Regions from separate parts of the Gossypium hirsutum genome. Here region 2 is linked to region 1. A link is a contact called in public Hi-C data. All regions are on one chromosome and are shown on one strand. The core of a region is the stretch at or near the end of the contact, and the rest is flanking DNA. Distances in the headings are between cores, read along the strand shown. Region 1 has its middle 4.4 kb from the start of LOC121207256. Region 2 holds the start of LOC107888597 (zinc-finger homeodomain protein 9).

Region 1 (4,970 bases), core at 762-3,261:
ATGTGGTAGGTACCTAATCTAGGTTTTCTTGACATGGTTAAAATGATGAAACACCATAGTCAGTTAAATCCCTATTCTAACACTGCAAGCATTATTGAAAGATTGAATTTAGTTGGTTTGAAGTTATTTTCAATATTTACATTCATTATTTTACCGTTTTTTAATCATATGGTCGCATTGATCTTTGTTTATAAGAATGAGGCATATTTCATGATTAAATTTTTTTTTTATTTGGAAAGCTCTAGTAACAAAGAAATTAGTCATTACTATCGGTAATGGATATCTTAGTTTTAAAAGAAGAGATAAGCAGCAAATTTCATCAAATTTCAATAAAAGTACTATGCAAGCCCCTGTACAAAAAGTCAAATTACATTTTACCCCTCTACTAAAAAATGAGTAAATAAATCTATGTATTTTAGATCAAAGAACAAATTGGTTATTTCTGTTAAAAAATTAATCCACTTGTATTGTTAAAAACTAACATAACTAACAGGATAACCAGACAATGATACATGGCGTGCCACATATACCTCATGCTAAAATATATGAATGAATTTTTAACAGAAGAACTAGTTTACTTTTTAACCTAACATATAATGACTAATTTACTTATTTTCTAAATAAATGGAACAAAATACAATATAACCCCTAATATAAAACTGTTGGTATTACTTTTACCTTAAATATCCACCATTATTTGCAAACTTTGCTAACAGCTGTCCTTACATTTTAATGGTGGGGAATCCATTGTTTTGGTCTAATGTTGGGTGTTTTGAAATTATGATTATAAGTTGTCCTACAATCTTACAACATAAAATTGAATACAAAGAAATGTATGAAAACACCATTTCATTGAACTTTTTTTAGCTTGCTTAAGAATGCTTTCTACTCTTTTTCCATTTCATGTGAATTAATAATGAGCTTCACACATGCTTTATTCCTTAATGTTAATATGTTTTTGCTTGGAATAAATTATAATGCAACACATTTATTGTACTTAAAGATATAAAGATTAGTATTTTATGGGAAATATTAACCAATTTTTAGTGATATTGATTAAATTAATATTTAGAAAAAAAAATGTGTTTCTATAATTCAATAAAATAACAAATTATATTTTTTGTAAATTAAAAATTAAATAATTTTAAGCATTTAAAAATATGAATTGACCGAATTTCATTGTAAAGAATAAATAAATGAAAAATGGTTCATAAAGCAATATAATCATAGATTTTGAAATTAGAATTGTTGATTTTTTTTTAAGTTAAGAAATTTGTTAATGAAAGATGAAGATTTCTGTTGATTTAGATCATTTTCTTCTTGAAAATTTAATTATAAATCGATAAATAAAACAATTTATTTATAAATATTCACCAAAGTCCAGTTCCTCATTGAATATAAGTAAATCTTCCTATGTATAAACATAATATGGCACATTAAGATACAATTAATGTGAATATCTAATTCCTCAAAATTAATCTTCGAACATGTCTTTAATAAAGAGTAGACTAGTAAAAATTCTTTATGACATCAAACTCTCTGATTGAAAGTCTTGATACAATCTTTATTTAGCTTGATTCTTATACGATATGTCTTCACTAATGAGCTACTAAAATTCTTTAAAAGACAAACATTTAAAAGCTCCAAATGGTTTGGGTCAAAATATGACAATCAAATAATGTAAATTAAAATGAGATGTGAAATGTTACTTTAGTTGCAACTAAGCTTGTATCTAACTTTTGTAATTGGCAGTAACATATATAATTATTCAATTTTCACCTATATTTATTTATTTAATAATTAAGTAATTGCATTTATTAGACATTAATATAATTAGTACAAATATTAAAGTAATAAAGTTTTATATATCTAGTCTTTTAGGCTATTCAATTAACTCCATTTCTCGAAAGGCTAAATTTGTTCTTTGAATTATTAAAAAAATATTTTTGGGTTTTGGGTTTTGGCCCAAAGTACTCTAATTTGGATCGAATAGACCAGATTTACAGCAACCACTTTCTCTAAAGCCCGGCCCGGGTTAGTTGGGCTCATCGGGTGGATGGGATAGGTTTAGAAATTGGAATGACTTTAGAAAAAAATTTAAAAAGAAAATTTATGAATTTTTTTAAAAAAAAACAATGATGGATCAAAAAGCCTGCAAGTAAAAGAAAAAAAAAGTTAAAAAGTTTAACATAACCCATTTGAAAGGTTACTTTGTCTAATGTGGGCTTCTTTATTGGGCCTAACACAAATTTGATTTGCTTTTCTATGCATTTTTTTTATAAACTGAATTCAAAATGTGAGCATTAGGTAATGAGTTTGGATGGGCGGTAGGGTGCAATACGATGCGATGCGATGCGTTTAATTTATTTTTTGTCTCACGCTATAGTGTCGCTACAATATCTAATCTCACTACCACCGTTGTTTTTACATTGACTGTAGGTAAACACATCGCCCATCCAAACTCACCCTTAATTAACATCGAAACTTGTAATTGTGGAATCTTTATAAATTTATGAAGTTGCCGAATGGTTTTTTCTTTAAAAAAATTCTCATAAAATTGATTGTAAATTAATTATGGTTAAAATATGTCATGAGTCACTTCACTTTTCATGAGTTTGGAATTTAGTTTCTTTAATTTTCTTTTAGGAATTTAGTCTCTATACTTTAAGATTTCACAATTCAAGTTTAATTGTTAATATTGTTAAATTTTTTATTAAATTTATTGATTTGACATTTTAAAATAAAAAAGTACTCACTTAGTAGCCATGTAGCTAAAAATAATAATGTCATGAAAAACATGAATTTAACAAATAATAGTATTAACAATTAGATCTAAATTTTGGAATCTGAAAACTAAGGCTAATTTCATAATAAAAAAAATTACAAGGGGTTAAATTCCAAATTTAAAAAGAGCACATAGACTTATTAGATATTTTAACCATTATGGATCCAACATTGTAGTTTGGACTGCAACAACATACGTAGATTGTTACTGTAATGAAGTTTATTGTAATTACCTTACAGTGCGGCTGTGATTTTGTATCGCAGGAGTCGAGACTCAACTTGACCATGTCGTCCAAAGAACATTTAAGGGTCTAATGACCCAATCACATTGCCATTGCAGCTGCAATTTTACTTCCTTATGGACTACTATCTGTAAGTTATCCTTGATCTGCTGTTAGCTCTCTTATTAGTAATGAAGTTGATTATAGTTGATCCACTGTGCGAAAACAACATTGTTGGATAAAAGTTGAGCCTCGACTAGACTATATCATCCAAAGAGCACTTGAGAGTTTTACAATCGTCCTAAATATCTTAAGCTAGTGTCCTAGTCACAGTGTGGTTATAATTAAAATTTTACTTCATTATAAACTACCCTTTATAAAGTCCTTCATTTGGTGTCGATCCTAGAAATGAAATCTTGAAATTAAAGCTTGGATAAAGCAACATTTAACCCTTGAATTTATCGTCTATTTCCAACTTCATCCCTAAACTTTTTTTTGTCCACATTAATCCCTAAACTTGAATTTTGTTAAACAAATTAATTCAAAACTTTTATGTTACTTTTTTTCAAACTATAAAAAGTTTTTTTTAATTAATTAATTTTCAATTTCTTTACCCCTCTCACTATCCCTCCCCCCCTCTCTCTCTCAATGCTTCAAAACTTATGGGTTATCTTATTCTTCATTAATCTTCAAAGCCAAAACCTAGTTATCACCCTCCAATTTGAACGTACCAATGTCTTCCACTCCTTCAATAACACCCCAAAATTTTTGGTAAAGTAATTGGTATTGTTTCTGGATTGGATTTAGTGAGAAAATTCAAAAGCAAGTGCATTAAATGAAGTTTTAAGAAAACAATTACATATTTGGAGAAGAAAATTTTAGTGAGTAAGAGCATGTACTTGAGATAGTGGAAAAAAGGATTAAATTGGAAGAGTTGGAAAAGTGTTAGGATTAAAATATAGTTTGACCAAAGAGAAAAAATGAGTTAAAATGATTATCGGGTACGAAGATGATGTCGAATATTTATTAGTGTTAGGGAAGTCTGAACTAAATTGAGTAAAGCGAATCGTATTTTTTTATTTTTCCAAAAGAGCATAAATGAAAATATTTACATGAGCAATAGTAATTATGAGTAATAAGTATGAATTATGAAAAAATTGATGTGTTAAGTTCCATGAATAGAAATGAAGAAAGGTAATAAGTGAAAAGGGGTAAAAGTATAATTTTTCATAAAAAGGGTATCTCGATCATTTCATGGGATTGTGCTTGAGGTATTAGAATGATGAGATATTAAATTGTTGGTTTTAATTGTGTCAATTGTATGATATAAAAACCAACGATTAAATGTGGATCACATGTTACTTGCCAATGGTAATGGCCACTACAGCTATAACTACAACAAGCCAAGTTACTTGCCATGTTTGAAGTTGGTAATTTTTTAAACAAAATCTTTGAGCTATGATCGATGTTGATATTAAGGACTTATTTAAGACCATCTATGAATATCAATCCATTTTGAGAAATTTATCTTGTGGATTGGATTGGATCGAATCAAGCATTCTAATCTCTTAGATTGTGGAGTTTGGATAAGAATAGCATTGAAAACATATCTCCAATAGTGAGGTTATTATATTGGGGTGTGATAGAACATGTATCACTTGTTGTTTTGGGATTAAAAATAATGAATTTACTTACTAAACTAGGCTTCATGGTCGTAGCGAAACCGAACTGCGTAAACAATCTTGTGTGTTCTATTTTTCTATTGTGTTCATCATAATGGCATTTGAAGTGGCCACTGCAACCATCACTTTCATTAAAGCACTTTGTTTGACTTAGCAACTAACAATTGCCCATTTCAACAATTTGTTTATCTTGATGTAATTGGATTGGGAAAAGCTTTGATCCAAGAGTTGTCTAGACATGATATTGAATAGAAGGATAATTTCACTTCGAGGGCCTTCTAGA
Region 2 (4,970 bases), core at 983-3,482, 69 kb before region 1:
AAAAACAAATCAGATTGACAAATGACAAGACATCCATTAATTTAGTCATAATCTCCCACTTTAATACTAATTAAACTTGAAAATACATACTAGGATTCATAATAGCAGCAATAATGATTACTTCTATTTCATCTTCTTTCCCCAAAAAGGGAATATTACATAAAATATATATATTAAATCTTCCTTAAATTACATAATTCCAAGATATTAGCAGCTAATCATTAAAAATTATACTAAAAAGAAGTCTTCTTTTTTGTACTTTAAGAAGGTTTATATAAATTAGTCTTTATCAAACCACTAAAAATAATGCAATTATGCACAACCAAACATTAATAGCTGCAAAATCATCTTAAAAAATTAAGACTTGAGCTGATGATTGGGAAGATGATATAATAAAATATAAAAAAGATCTTATCTTATTAGATTTTTGTACCATAAAATTAAGCTTAAATTATTAGTATAAAGTTATGGGATATGTTAAAATAATCTGATACCTGTTTGTTTTTTATTATCACTTTCTGCTTCTTCTTCACAGACACAACATGGAAACTAAAAAGGAAACATTACAGATTCAAAGGTTTTTAAGGTTTTGGAAAACAGAAACCATGGATGTTTATGATCCCAAAAACCCAGAATTCTAAAGAAAATGGTGAAGGAAAAACAGAAAATAAAATAAAAATAATTTCTTTTTTGGATCAAAGCAGCTCTTCCCATGTTATATTCTCAACAGTCATGATCAGAAATTAAAGAGAGAAAGAAAAAAGAACAGCTAATAAACAAGTACTTAATCTAATCTAACAGCTTATTATCTCCTCATTAAAAAAGAAAAAAAAGAAGAAGATAAAAGTTGATTATCATAATAAACATGATTTAAGAGGAAGAAGAGCCATTAATTCCAACATGAACAACACTATCAGTTTCAAAGTGATGGTTGAGATTCTGACCATTGTTGTTGTTGTGGTGATGGTGGTCTTCATGGCTGAGTCCATTCTCAGTATTGTTGTTATTCCCAGTTTCTCCTTCATTAATGGCTTGATCTTTCTTCCCAAAAGTGTTCTTATTGTTATGCATCCAAACTTTTAAAACCCCTCTATCAACCCCAACTTCACTGCAAAACTCTTGGATAGCTTGTTCATCTCTTTTCTGAATCTTCCACCCAACTTTCTCAGCGAATTCCAACATCTTATCTTTCTGAAACTGAGTGAACTTTGTTCTGAATCTTTTCTTTGAGTGGGAACCCAGATTTGTGGTGTTTGGGGTAAGGGTTCCTAAGCCTTGTAAATGAGAGTTATTTTGATGGTGGTTGTTGTCTAATGCACCAGCTAAACCACCTGAAAGGGCTACAAGCATGTGAGGAGCTGAAGGGTAGTAAGATGATGAGATCGGTGGTGGGGAAGCTGAGTTTGGACTACGATGTGGTGCTTGACTTGCTGGAGGCGGTGGATGGTGACGGTGGTGAGGCTGATATTCTATAGTAGCGGTGGCTGTTGTTGTGGGTGGTGGGTCATCTGATTCTCGGCGGTGGAAGTTGCGGTGGCAACCACAAGCTGCACACTTGAGGGAAGTTGGGTCGGATGGGGTGGCTGATGGGGAAGGCATGAATTCACCACAGCCGTCTAAAGCATGTCCACCCAAAGTGGCTGCATGGTTCTTGAGGCATTCCTTGTAGCTCACTACTATGGGCGGCGCATGGTGGAGGTAGTGGTGGTGAGGTTGGTGGCGCTTGAGAACACCGTTAGTAAAAGATTTGGGCTTGGCAGGATGGATCCGAACTGGTGTTTCGGTCTCTGGGTCGGGTGATTTGGGTGTTGTGGTGCTTAGTGGAGGGGTGCTTGTAGGGGCTATTTCCATGGCTCTAACATCTAGGGTCAACAAAAACACCTAAACTTAATGGGGGGGGGAGAATTATAAAAAAGATGGGATGAAATTGAATTTAAAATAGGGTTTCCAATATGGGTTTTGTGAGAATTTTGATACCATGGAAGAAAATTAAGAAGATTGGAGTTGAAAACAAAAACAGAAAAGGCTGGTTGTTTCTTCTTTGTTTGTTTGGAGGTTATTGCTTGGAAAATGAAGGGAAAAAGAGGAAAGGGCGGAGGCGGAGGCGATGGTGGTGGTGGTGGTGGTGGAGGAGGAAGGAGGACTGTTGATAATAAAAAATCTGTGGTTGTGGTTGCCCTTCTTAACCCCTTGAGTTTTTAACCAGAGTTCTAATCCATGGTTAAGTTGTCGACCCCTTTAGGGTTAGATATGTTTGTGTAATTAATACATACATACAAAAATTTTATTTAGGAAATTTTTAAACTTAACGTAATATTAGAACCATGGCGCATACTGTTAGACCATAATGAAAATTAGTTTTGGGTTTAAATTTTTTTTTTTAAAGTTAGTCCTTTTAACTTCTAAATGTTCTAATATTGGGACTTTAAATTTTTTTTTATCTCAGTTAGTCTTTGAAAATATAAAATTCAATCTTTAACGTGAGAATAATTTTTAAGTTCAAGACCTAATTTAAATAGAAAAAAAAACTATTTAAACCCCATAAGAAAAATTATCAAATCTAGACTAAAATATGAAAACAATCACCAAATTTAAACCCTAACTTAAAAAAATACTCGATATAAAAAAACTTATCTAAAGCCCAAATAATCATTTAACACTTTAAAAATAAAAAAAAATGTATAGCAAGTTTTAATTTGAATTATCTAAAAATTACTGTGTATTAAAGATAAATCTTAAGTTAAATATAATAAATTTTAGGTTATATGTGCCATTTTACCAGTGATTTTTTTTTTACAAGTGATAATTATATTTACCTGTGAGATTAATAAACTTAGGTTATTTATATAATTGAAAATAGGCTAGTTTACCCGTAAAAAAAGAATTTAATTTTATAAATAATTATTTAATATATGAGTAGTAGAACTTTTGAGTTCACAATCCAATAAAGAACAACGTTTATCTTTAATTGATATTTTAAAAATAAATAATATAAATGACTATTTCTTTTGTTTGTGGAATTAAAAAAATTTCACCTTAAATATATTAAATAATAATATTTAAATCTATTATAAATTAAATAAAAATATGTGCCACCTTTTAAATTTTGCTTGTGAAGTTTAAATTATATCTTAATTGTTTCTTTAAAAATATTTAAAAATACTAGAATAAATTTAAAACATGATAGATGGATTTTCTTAAAATATATATCTATGAATTAAAAAAAAGTAAAATTCTAAATATAAATAGAGTACACTATTCAATCAGTCACCTATTTTCATAATTTTTTATTTTGATCACCGAAAAATAAAAATTTGCAAATAGAGCATTGTCATTACAAAAACGTTTTCATTTTAGTTACCCGCCATTAATTCAATGTTATTGTAGGCTTATTTTAATTTAAAGGCAAATTCTAAGTTTATATATTTTCTAAAGTATGCTCTAACGATATCTAGTGCCCTTAGTGTAGTTTTTTGTCATATACACTTGTAATTTTTCAAACAAATTGGTTTGATAAAATTCCATCATTCACGATACTACCATTTGTATATTCTCCTTAATGGTTTTTGCACACAAAACAAAATGTATAGTCAAATATTGGTTCATTGATTACCTAACATTTAACTAATATTAAGTTACATTATGCCAACATATCATAATGCGAGAAGACAACATATAGTAGTAAGCAATCTAAAAGGTCCATACCCTGATGAATCGAAATTGAGAAAATCGATTCAAATACTATTATACTATTTATCAAATCTAATGAGGGAGATACATTGTCTTAGGTATTGGAGCAGATGACTCCTAGATGATAGAGACATAGGTGTGATTGTCTGGATTGACGATACATCGGACATGACCTAAGTAGAATAATTCCTAGATCTATTTATGAATTTATTTACTTGTGGCATTCATAGTGTATCTTACCTCAATCTTGAATAAGTGACGGACTATGTTGGCGTGACTCGTATGCTTTGATGTATTGAAAGCCTAAGTTCAATTGCTAATAGAGTCGAAAGTTGGTATATTGGGTATAGACTTCTGTATGACATAGCTTCACTTACAATAATAAATTCATAGCCCAATAAAAGGTAAATAATATCCTCTCGTAGGCATTATATGATAGATGGAAAGTAACGTGGCTACGGGTTATTCATCTAGGATGAATGATTTAATAAACAATTTGAATATGGAGAGAAAGAGGATTCGAAGTGGATAGTGAAGGGAATTTTCCATTTCAAGGTAGATTCTGTTTTATCAATAACGATGAGTTGAAGCAAAGCATGCTTCGATAAGCTCATTATAGTTCATTTTCCATGCATCTTGGAAGCAATAAAATGTATCATGATTTGAAGTCTTACTATTTGGCAAGTAAAAGCAGAACATCAAGTTCCTTCAAGATTGTTACAACTTATAACAATATCTGAATGGAAATGGGAGAAAATTACAATGGATTTTGTGGTTGGTTTACCACTTACACCAAAGAACAAAGAGGCAATTTGGGTGATCATTGATAGATTGACAAAGTCTGCCAGTTTTCTTTCTGTTCGAATTGACTACACATTAGAAAAGTACATAAAATTGTATATAGATGAGATAGTTATACCTCATAGCAGGCCAACTTCTATCATTTTTGGCTGTAACACACCAAACCCGGCTTAGATGTTATGGTCGAATTATGAAGGTTACATTAATAAATTAAAACTTTGACCATTTGGTTCCAAAACAAATCTTATTTTGGAAATCGAAAATTTGATATTATTAAACTAGCTCTATATTTTTGGTAAGAATGTTTATCACAAAAAGCATGTAAGAGCATCTTAAAATATTTTCTTATAAACTCAACTTTATAAAACCATCACGTTTTAGTTGCTTGCTTTGTAAAACGCATTATTCCGATTAAACCTTTGCAACGAAAAAAAAATTCTCAAGGTTACTTAACTTTGAAAACCATTCATTCGATTTAT

The links. A called contact is a pair of places that touch in the nucleus more often than the background predicts.
Region 2: a contact with region 1 is called in a Hi-C map of leaf, with 2.8 times the contacts expected there. The contact joins the promoter of LOC107888597 here to the enhancer-like site in region 1. A contact is called at or near these places in 5 of 34 Hi-C or Micro-C datasets (hypocotyl and leaf).

The regions. Positions count from the first base shown.
Region 1 is chrA09:4,249,717-4,254,686 of Gossypium_hirsutum_v2.1, reverse strand. No RefSeq gene overlaps it. Among protein-coding and RNA genes, the nearest start is that of LOC121207256, 4.4 kb to the right of the region's middle. Within about 2 kb of position 2,011, at least 1 of the 9 cell types and tissues checked has an H3K27ac peak or open chromatin away from gene starts, as enhancers often do. A contact at or near this core is called in leaf, where this site is marked.
Region 2 is chrA09:4,319,226-4,324,195 of Gossypium_hirsutum_v2.1, reverse strand. LOC107888597 (zinc-finger homeodomain protein 9) reads right to left here and starts at 2,232. Exons shown (of 1, transcript XM_016812761.2): 1 at 669-2,232. The coding sequence starts at 1,851. The coding sequence ends at 871.